Linked DNA regions of Mus musculus: region 1 is linked to region 2. Evidence: chromatin contacts called from public Hi-C data. All regions are on one chromosome and are shown on one strand. The core of a region is the stretch at or near the end of the contact, and the rest is flanking DNA. Distances in the headings are between cores, read along the strand shown.

Evidence for each region. Hi-C and Micro-C count contacts between places; a contact is called where the count stands out from the background.
Region 1: a Hi-C map of cerebellum shows a contact between it and region 2, with 1.8 times the contacts expected there. The contact joins two enhancer-like sites. A contact is called at or near these places in 7 of 39 promoter capture datasets (the C10 cell line, the HPC-7 cell line, HPC-7-derived erythroid cells and 3 more) and 3 of 484 Hi-C or Micro-C datasets (the G1E-ER4 cell line, the HPC-7 cell line and cerebellum).

Annotation. Positions count from the first base shown.
Region 1 is chr14:97,557,943-97,563,537 of GRCm38.p6, reverse strand. No RefSeq gene overlaps it. Among named protein-coding and RNA genes, the nearest start is that of Gm23276, 220 kb to the right of the region's middle. Within about 2 kb of position 3,752, at least 22 of the 459 cell types and tissues checked have an H3K27ac peak or open chromatin away from gene starts, as enhancers often do. A contact at or near this core is called in cerebellum, where this site is marked.
Region 2 is chr14:97,445,499-97,451,468 of GRCm38.p6, reverse strand. No RefSeq gene overlaps it. Among named protein-coding and RNA genes, the nearest start is that of Gm23276, 110 kb to the right of the region's middle. Within about 2 kb of position 3,253, at least 3 of the 459 cell types and tissues checked have an H3K27ac peak or open chromatin away from gene starts, as enhancers often do. A contact at or near this core is called in cerebellum, where this site is marked.

The sequences.
Region 1 (5,595 bases), core at 2,503-5,002, 110 kb before region 2:
ATTTTATGAATTATTATGTAACCACAGTTATTTTTGAGTACATAAGTTTTATAAATAAATTTTATACATAAGAGTTAAACAAAAATTATCGATATCAACAGAGGTAGGCTTGAGTTTTAAAAATTATTTCATGTAATATTAACTGAGGATTAATTTCAGTTAGTCTTTATGAGCAAATTGTCACAAGACTCAAGACTGATTGGAAAAGATGATGAATGGTTATTTATTGAGCTAAATACCTTGCAAAGTGAAGCAATAATCAATGTAGGAGAATTTTTATTTAATATCTTCATTATGTTTGAAAATTGTAGTCACAAAAAAATGACAAAGAACCTTCACAATACAAAGTGATTCATGAGATAAAGATCAAAATCACATCGTATGACAAGTTTGTCAAAAAAAAAAGTCTGTGGCTAATGATAAACATTTATAGTGATTAAGATTAATTATCTGATGACACAAAATAGATAAAATGGGCTAATTTGTTTTCACATTGTTTTCGCTGAGCTTTCAAAAATATGTTTTTTGACTCCAAGTTATACTGAATTCCATTTCTTCAAAACTGGAGATCATAGGAACAAGAGCTCTTCCTTAAGCTTTTGATATGTGCAATTTGTTTCTCTGATCGCTCTCATTAAAGTTATCTCCCTCCCAGTGTTTACAAAAAGGCTACAAATACCAATCACAGAGAACAGTAAAACACAGAACTGTGGGTTTCTCACATTTTGAAGAAGTTGAGTCAGGAAATTTAAATTAGGAAAACCTAATTTGGCCTATATGCAGAATCCAGGTTCCATTTCACAGTACCTTCCTAAGTAACTTTCCCATTTAGCAAATGCCAGATATGGAAGATTTAATATAGATCTTCATCGACTCTCAATCTATGTACAAAACACAAAACAAATTGAAAATATCACAAGGTACAACTGTATCTCACAAATTATTTTTAGTTCCTTCTGAGGGCTGCAGCTCACTATTCCTGCCTAGCATTCTGGGAACGTATCAGATCACGTGACTGGCCTGGATAAATATACAGTACTGAACTTCATAGAAAATGAACAGACTATGTTTTGGACTATATATGTACACACACACACACATACTCAATAACCATTAGTGGAGAAAAAAGAAGCTACAAATTTAGAGGAGAGTGGGCAGGGGTGTGTGTCAGAGTTGGGAGAAAGGAAAGGGAAGGAAGAAATATTGCAAGTATATCACAATCTCGAAATTAAAAATAAAGCTACAGTTTCTAATGAATACATATCACTTTCACACTGAAATATAATGTCTGAAAACTATGCCATCATTAGTTATAGGAAAGCTGTAATTCCCTTCTGATATGTGTAGAGCGTCTATTTCATTTCCAACATTGATGAGAAGCATGGGTATTCAAGACAGGGCTTCTTCGTGTAGCCCTAGAATTCCCTGAACTAGCACAAGGCTAGCCTTGAAATTAGCAATCTGCCTCTGCCTGGCAAGGACTGGGATTACAGGAATATACCACCAACACCACCAACACCCTGTTGAAAAAGAGAACAATAAGCCATATTTTGACTTATTAGGAGGAAACTGAAAATGCCCAGCATTTTTACTTTGATTTTCCTTGCTTACCCTCTTAACATCGTTGCAGTAACTCTGTAGTGATAGTTTAAGTAAGGAGTCTTTCAAAGTCTTACATGGTTTGTAACTTTAATAGAATATAACACACAGCGTGCCACCTGTAAGCAAGCTCTTCTTTTGGAGCACAGCTGGAATCACTTGAGCCTCTCAGGCCTATCTATGTTACTTGAGTTCCCTTTAAAACCACCTTGATTAGTTGACCTGATATACTTCCATACTATAAGTCCGATGGAAAAGAGGGTGGCAAAATTTTTATGGAATATTATTTTTAATTGAATGTGCCCTCTTAAAAGAACAATTTAATTGAGATTTAATAACTCTATAAAAGATAAATCTAGCTGCCATGTAATAAACAGTAATTAATTAGTTAATATCAATTAAATACTAAAAATATTAATTTACATTTTATGTCTAACTACTGTAATTCGCTATAGCTATCTTATTAAATGCTAATTAAATTCCTAAATATTCTTACAAATTTAATGCATTAATAACAAGAACGTAAGTACATATTTACTATATCTGCACTTCTGAGTTCATTACATGGCACTGAGATTTATCTCTTTTGCAGTAATTAAATATACTAAGCAAACCTCAGTAACTTTTCCTAACACAGACCATCACTGTTTTATTAATTTCAAATTAAATGCTCATTTCAGGTTTTTAATCTACAGCTGCCCCAAACAATTTTCTACGGGCAGAGCAAAGGTTATTGTGTGTTTAATTAAAGTTTATTTTCTTAAACTTTGGGTGCGAGATTTCTAAATATGACTCATGCTTTCTCAGAATAGCTGGTAGTAACCTTTTGATAACAATATTCATTAACATTTTTCTCTATATGTCATGTTCTTCTTCTGTGTTATCTTCATTCTCTGTTTAACTGAGTCTATAACTCTTAGGAGTTTTTGTCTTTCTGTTTGTGTCAAACCAGCAAAGATATTCCTTTCCTTCTTCATCATTAAAAGATAGAGTTATTAATAGCATCACAGAGAGACAGAGAGAGAGAGAGACAGAGAGAGAGAGAGACAGAGAGAGTCACAGAGAGAGAGAGACAGAGAGAGAGAGAGCAGAAAAGCATCCCATATGATATTTGTAAGCAAAGTGAGACCAGCTGGAAAAGCTGCGAGAGGAAGCAGCCTCTGCCAGGGTTCCAGCCTCAGGATGATTTCCCAAAGACGAAGGGAAAATACAGTCCTTGCATGTATCAGATGATTTAGAATCTTCAGTGCTTCCAGATATGATGGGGGACGTCATAAAGACAGGAGGCTGCTGTGCAGCAAGGAAAGCACATTAGCTATTAACCTTCCCCCAGCCGATCAACTTTATTTTGCAATCTTCCCTCAGAACCATTAGAATACCCTGAAGAAATAACTTTCCAATTAAAAAGGATCTCAGAGAACAAAGCCATTTTATCTCTGACTCCTGGTGTTCTTTATTCCAATAATTTAAATTGGAATTGATTTTTCAATTTAGCCGTTGACTTGCTATGGACACATAGCAGAAAAGGCCGAACAGAATTGCATGGCTGAAATATTTGTCTTTGTGATGTACTTCTCATAAATTCACAGGACTCCCCCTCCCTTGAAATGTATTTTCTTTGGCTGCCTTGCCTTAGACAACAGCTTTTTAGCACAGCATGGGCAAACTGAGAAAAACACGTCCACCATGATCTCAGAGATCTCACCCTCATTCCTTATAGATTTGTCTAATTGCTAAATCCTCTGGAAAATAAATAAAACAAGCTTATCAAATAATAGGCATTCTTGAAGCCCCACTATGTCTGCTAATTTTTCAGTAAGATTTAATTTATTTAAAAAGTAGATTCCTTTTCAATATATTTTTGATTCAAAAATATGCTTTAAAAGATATTGGATTTCTCCATAAATTCGGTAATTATTGATAGCTAAAAATATTATATTTCAATTAACACTTAATTAAATACTTCAAATGCTAAATTGCACTTTATTATTCTTTTTATGTTTGATAGTAAAGGGGCAACCAATAATTACTTCAGCATTTGGTAACAGTTCCAGCCTCTTGTCTGAAAATTTCTGACTGTTTACTCTGTGACCTTAGAAGAAATGCCACAGCCTTTGTCAGGGCCCCTTCCTGTTTCCTCACCCTGTCACTCCAGCAGGTGTCCCTACTTTCCTTTGTTTCAAAGCTCAGTCCCTCTTCTGAGATCATTACTGATGTGAATTGCAGGCTTGAAAGGAAATCCTGAGCTCATAACATTGTTTAACGTTTACTAAACATTGCATTGCTTAGTATTCAGACCCCATGAGGCTTTTGCTGTTCATTGTCTCTTAGATGATTGTCTGAAGGCATAACCTCAGAACCTGTCCTTGAAAAGTAAGTAGGAAAAAAAAAAAGAAAGAAAGAAAGAAAGAAAGAAAGAAAGAAAGAAAGAAAGAAAGAAAGAAAGAAAGAAAGAAAGAAAGAGAAAAAAATAAAAAGGAAAGAGGGGAAAAAAGAGGAAGAAAGCTCTCTTACCAAACCAAGAACAAAGGAGAACATGGAACCAACTAGAAAGTGCCTCATAGCAGGAATTTAGGACTAGGATTTTCAGGGCTAACATGGTTAACTGGCTGCAAGCATGGGGATATGAGTTGAGATGTCCAGCATCCTTTATATTGTGAGGAGGATCCTGAGCGAGCTTCTTTCGAGCCAGACAAATCATTGTAAGTGACAACTTTTCTGGAAAACTGAAGATAGCGATCAGCAGGTATAATATGCATGTATGAAACTGTCAAGGAACAATTTAATTCATACTAAAATAATAATTTAGCAAATAACTAATCATCATGAATATTTTGGATGTCTTAAAAATACACTGCCTGTTCTTTCATCCCATTGATTTGGGCTTACACTAAAATATGAATATGATCTCTAATCTTAACATTGTTGATTCGTTGCCAGTTCCTTGAGTGTTGTTTAATTTCTTATAAATGTACTTAGGCAGAAAAAGATTTTCAAAGCTAAGGTAAACCAAGTGAACAGTAGAGGGTAGCTAACTCGGACCTCTAGCCTCATGCCTGACTCTGACTTCTGACCTCCGGAGGCACACAGGCACACAGACACACACAAGCACACACTACACAAACACCACGCAAACACACACACACACACACACACACACACACACACACACACACACACACACACTATGATTTGCTACTCCACTTTTTATGCAAAACAGTGTTAGGAATCTAGTTGGTATTCAAAAATCTGCTGACTCTATGAATTATCCTGAAGTTTCCATCTGATTTTCTTCTCCGTAGCCAGTTATAAATTAATGCAGTGAAAAAAAATACTTCTAGTAAATATGATAAATGTACTTCTGTACTTACTACTGTAGCAAGTAAGTAGATATAAGCTCCAACTACACATTTCTGTTATAGAAGCCTGGCGGTTTGGCACTAGTCCTTCACTTCCAGATGTTGTATGATCTATATTTAAAAATGATTAAAATAATCTGTGTCATGTGCCATGAGAGATCATGTGGCTAGGAGAAGCATGCATTCTTTTCTAAGCAACATAGGAATTATAAGAAATGCTTTTGCAGCAGTAGCTTGTGAGACATTGAAAGAGAACTCTTGTGTGTGTTTGACACCTCTCTAATCACCAGAAAATACACTCAACAAAAATTCCTATCTTCTTGTACCCTGCAATCTTAAAAAACAAACAAACCATGTTAAAAATAAGTTAAGAGGTCAAAAAATATGCACTGGGGGCTGGAGAGATGGCTCAGCAGTTAAGAGCACTTCTAGAGGTCCTGAGTTCAATTCCCAAGGATGTGGTGACTCAAAACCATCTGTAATGGGATCTGATGCCCTCTTCTGGTGGGTCTGAGGAAAGCAACAGTGTACTCACATAAAATAAATACATAAATCTTTTTAAAAAAATGCATTGGAATGAAATGTGAGACCGCTAGCTAGAGTAGCAAATTGGTGAGGACTCAGAGCAGAAGGTGGG
Region 2 (5,970 bases), core at 2,004-4,503:
TCACTTTTTTCTTATCTATCATCTAAAAATATTTTTTCTAATGTGCAAACCTATGTTTATGTAGCCTCTATTACTCATATATTGTGTTAATCTACTAAAAATTGTTCAAAAATCTTCCCTTTTTCTATTTATAGTCTAACCATTGGCTAAAACAAGACAAAAAAAAGAAGACAAAATCACCAAGAAAAAACACTCCACCCTGCAAAAAAAGAAACAAACAAAGAAAACCCCAAAGTCATGTTGTACTTGATAGCTTTCAACTCTAAAGTTCTGTTTCTTAGTGTAATAGTGCTAGTTATTGTAACTGGTAAACCTTTGCGTTTCTGTGACCTAGCCAGTATAAATTTTCATCTTACTATTGTACAGTCCAGTGTATGAACTGCAGCTACTCTGAGAAGGGACCTACTCTGGCAGAGACTCTGACAGCTTCACTATGCTTGGCCCACAGATCACCTGCCTCTGCCAGTTTTCTTTCTGAAATGCAAATCTAATAATATCATTTTCTTTGTTATTTTTACTGTGAATTCCTTATTATGTTCAGCATAAAATTCAAGCTCCTTAATTGGCACGGAAGTAGTGCTTTGTTATGAACTTTTCTGTCTCCTATAAAATCTGGACCCATGCATTGGAGAGGTGCTTAAGTACACCTGTGTTTCAACATTTTTTTCACCGTCATATAATGGTTTCTTTTGGCATTGCCTCCTTTTTGATGCCCAGTAGGCACTACAATGTCCATCTGGCAGAAGCCAACTCAATGTCACTCTGATCTTCATGGGTGGCTTCTTCAGAGCAAACATCTGCAGACGATAGACTCGTCTGTATTTTCCGACAACAGCTCTCATTTGACATGATATTATTCCACAATATTTGTATTTTCTTTTTCTTTTTAACCTAAAGCAAGCTTTACAATTACAGCGTACAAAAGAAAATGTTTAAAGCAGTTCTCAGCAGTGTATGTTGGAGGACTATGTTAAAGTAAATGTGTGTTATACATTTTATATTAAAAAAATATTTCACAGAAACATGTTAACTTTCCTTTAAGCTGCTCTTTTCAGCTTTCATGTTGTTCAGAACTAATTCCACATAAGTCCAGTTCACGAATAGTGAAAAGACTGTCTCTTTTGAGAGACCTGGTCTCCGAGTTGTTTACAGATGATGATCTAGGATGCTAAGTGCAGACAAGAACCCTGAGATTCTTTCTGCTTATTTCATTGCCAGCCATATAATGCATGCTAGAGTGAGATAGTAACTTTTTCAAAATATTATAAAAATCCACTGGATAGTTACTGAGCAGAACTAAACCTAGTAAGATATAAAACTATTATGCATGGGACTATGCAATGTTGAAATTTCTTGGGAACTGACATGTTACTTAAGTTTACAAGTGTCATAGAATAGCTGTAATGATATATATTAAATATTAAAATTTTACTTGCATATTTGGTACATTCATTTAAAGAACAACTAATCTCCAAAAAAGTTCCTAATCATTTTCAGTATTTAGGCCTCAGGTGCAAAAGCAAAGGACACAAATAACTCTCATAAAGCTATATGTATTCTACATTACTGAGGGATACTTATAGATAGAAGTGTAGCTTTTTGAGCATAGCATTTAGTTATTTAGATATATAATCACCCAGATTGTGCTATGATATGTTTTTATCCAGGTTGTCCAACATTTCCAATGATACTTTTAAAGATAAGGAATTAAAACAGAGTCCTTTAGTTAAAATATTTCCTCTGTATTTAGCCTTCAAATATTATATGAAACATGTAAAAAGGAAATTGTCTATTAATTCAATTAAGAAGAAATTCATTATATTATACATATTCTTTGGTGAAATTGATATTAAATCTCACAGTTACCTATAAGTCATGATGGAAGCAGTATTGATAATATTTAAGAATTTTCTTTGCACTTTCAAGAGCACTTCAACAGCTATTACATTATTCATACCAACGGATAGCTTAGAATTATTTTGTCCGCATGCCTGCAAAAGCAGATATTTAAGAAATCTAAATGATTTTTTTGAAATTATATAAAGAGTAAATTGTTGTTGAATTAAGAAGTCACAATCAAATCTTCTGATCCTAGGGCTTCAATATTTAAACAACAACAAAAGACAGAAAAGGAAGCTCTTCAAAGGATGAGACCAGGAAGACAGGAGTATTCTCATTCCCCGAGGCTTCAAAGTTGAGGAACTAGTCTTGCCAATTCTAACTGTCTCATTTATTCAAAGAGATAGAGTAGAAAGCTCAGAAGTCTTTAGGGATCCACTCCAAAGGCACTGAATTTGGCATCAAAAACATCCCTAAAGCATACATTGGAGTAGGAGCAAGGCAAGGCAAACATTTGTTGTGACTTTCTTTCTTTTTATATGATTGTATTAAAGTGCTTGCAGGAGCATTAAGGACCAGAAGCATCTAAAGTAGAAAGACCTTTGGGATAACGGTGATCATGAGTTAAAGTTTGGCCTATGGACACAAAAAGCATCTTTCTGTGTTGTAGAAAATAATAAAATCAATTCAGATGAGGCATTCGGGGATAGTAAATCTAAGTTCTGTATCTCTGCCAAAAGTTGCAATAGAAACAGCCGCATTTCCTCCCAGATCTGTTGTGTGTGTTGTTGTTGCCAAATTCACCAGTGTAATGTCCATTAAAATAACATCTTTGGGAAAATAGCACAGTGCCAACATTGCCTGCTAGAATGAGAGAAAACAGAAAATGGTACTTAGGACAATCTCTAATAGACTAACTGTGGGTGTCCAGACTTTAAAAACTCCTCATAAGATACAGAAAAAGGAAGGTATTATCTTAGAACAAAGTTAAGTTTTATCATCAGATTTAATCACAGTTCATAGCAAAAGAATGAAATGTGTCATCACGTCACTGATCTCTGGCTCAGTGATCTTTGTTTTTCAAAGCAATAGCATTGAAATGACTAAAAATGAATATATGTTTAGGAATCTTGCTTATGACTTTAGAGCCTTCTTTGAGTTTGAGGGGTGGGTTCATAATTCTTTTGAGTCAATTCTGTCCCTAAATTCAAGCTTTTAATGGGTGGCTCATTACATTCCTATTCCATTTAATCTGAACCTATTTTTCCCTATCTCCGAGGCATCTGTTTTCTGATTCCCAGTGCCTGAATTTTTCTGAATTTCTTTTTCAGGATAACATGCCTCACTGTGAACACTCTGAATGTCCACCATCATACTCTATATCCTGCTTCATGAAAATGTATCATTGTGAGATTTGGCAATGCTTTTGAAAACACTATTATCTCATTTCTTACACTCTCTTTAAATGTGCTTATTTTCCTGTCATAAGTCGCCCTCTCATGACCCAGACTTGTGAGTCCCACAAATTTGCTCTTAACTCTGACCTTCCTGAAGCTTGCCACTCTTGATTAGACCATCTCTGACTTCCTTTGGTTCAGGATATGGAAGGATGACTACTGTACATGTCATATTTAAACTAGAGATGGTTAACTCTGAACTGTATTGACAAATAGAATTCTGTAGTGATATAACTGCCTTTGGCCCATAATCCTGTAAGGAGTCACAGTGAACTCACAGCCTCACTAACTTGACTTTGGAAGGATTTTTTTTTTATTCTGTCCCAGAATACCTGTCTGATGTGAAGAGCCCTTTAATTCATATCTCTCTAGGCAAGTTCACACACTACATGTGTACAGGTACTATTGACATTTTTGATTGTATGTGTATCCTATTGATTCTGTTTCTGTGAGGAACACAAATGGCAGAATTTTAAAACTGATTTATTCATATTCACAAAATGACATTTTTCTTATCAGACAAAAAGTCTGAAAACCACAAGTGCCTCACTGGTTTATTAACATGATAATTTTATTTGAATCATTTATCTAAATGTACCTTAATTTATTTTTATGAAAACATCATATTATTAAACTTTACATTATTATATGTATCTTAATTTGTTCATTGACCAATATATGATAAATATTTGTCATGGTTGATAATTTTAACATTAATTATTAAGAGAATTCATAAGTTTGAAATATATAAATTACACATTTAGTAGGTGCATCACATGAGTCTAGCAAACCATAATTAATGGATTGAAAGTTATGAGCATTTTAATTATATTAAAACCACTTTGATAATCTCTTCAAATTATAATAAAATTAATAGTGTTCAAATATTTATGTATAATAGAACATACTTATATATTGCATCTTGTCACATGACAAAATTCTTATGTATCTATAGCTGTTTTAGTTAGGATTCCATAGAATTACAGACCAAAAGGATCAATATATCAGCTTGAAAATAGTATCAACAATTAAATCAAACCAGGCAAGCTGAGAAGCTGGCAGGTTCTTGGTCCTTGGGTCTGAATAAAGCCCCAACAGTTGGACCAGTACCACAATAGTTGTTTTTCATAAGGGTAGATTGGTGGCAGTGGCAACTAGTACTGACTTGGTCCACTAGGTGGGGTGGTCATTAGTTCCAGTCTGGCTCCTAAAGCTTAAAGATTGCCAGGGACATAGCATACCTAGTTTATTATGAGTATCTAGAAACTGGTTCTGTTATCAGAAAAAGAATCATCATCAGCCCATTTTTAATGCACTAGTCTTGCGCATTTATGCTTCAATAATCATGCATATATAATATAATATTATTTGTATAAATATAATTAAGTCAGTTTTAACAACGACTGAAGGACTGTAGTGTCCAGAGAGACTCTACAAATACAGAACACAGTCTCATGTATCCACATTTCTCTATGAAAATACTTATAGCAGGTTTAAGAATGGGTCTTTTGATAAAATATTCAGCATATCGCGTGGTTTTTATTTTTCAGGCATTATTTTTGCTTACTTGTAATTGAATTGTTCTTTCAAAATAATGGCTTGGTCACTGGCTATCGCAATCTGGAAAACTGGCTCCACCTCTCACCTGCCACACTCTGGAAAGTCCTGCACCTCACCTGGACAGCACAGTAGCGGATAGCCCTGGTGTCAGGGGAATTGGAAAGCCAGCCAAGCGGGCATGAACATAGACAGGGAAGACCTGGTTCCCCTTAGGCCTTCTTCTTTTCCACCTGTGGCAGTTAAGAGAGCTAGAGCAGCCCTGCCCCTTGCAGCTGCAGCAAATAACGAGATCCGGTCCTGTACCTCACCTGGGCTGTACATTAAAACTGACCCTGATGACAAAGATACAGATGAGCCATCCCCCAGGGTGTGAGAGGAGGAAAGCTGTCCCATCCCTAGCTGCAGGACTTGAGAGATTGTCCCTACACTTCAACTGGGCAACACAGTAGCCCTGGCTCTTGTGGTACAGTGCTGGTGAGCTGGCCCCAAGGGCAGAGCAGCTTAAGCTCCTAGCTGGCTGCTGCGTTGGGTGAGCTAGCTGAGTTAGTGCTGGAGAGTTTGCCCTGGTGGTATGGGTGCTAGAGAGCTAGAAGGCTGCCCAACTCAGCACCCGGGTCCAGATCCAGGGCTTTGAGTTGGCTGACCCCAACGTCTACCTTTTCTATGAACTGCCGAAGCATGTGAAGGGTCCTGTCCTGCAGAACTAAAGCTAGAGCCTCTCTTTCACACAGAGCAACACCAGGAGATCCGAGAAAAGTCCCAGTAACAAGCAATCCAATATTGAGAGTGCAGCAGAAGCCAGAGGCCTCGAACTAGGTCAGTGATTAATTGATATGAACATTTGCAGCAAAGATGTGTGGACACAAAGGTATACTGTAACACACTATAATATCCACAATGAGATGTTTATTATTATTATTATTATTATTATCATAATTTTCTTCTGGTGAGGAAGTTGCAAGAGCAAAGGGTACAAAGGATACAAAGGGACAGGGATATCAGTCAGTGAAGAATCAGTTGAACATCTTTAAAAATAAAATAAAATAAAGGGTTGGCAAAACAATTTTATTTTTAATTAAGAAAAAATTATCGTGATAGTTAAAATAAAACCTAT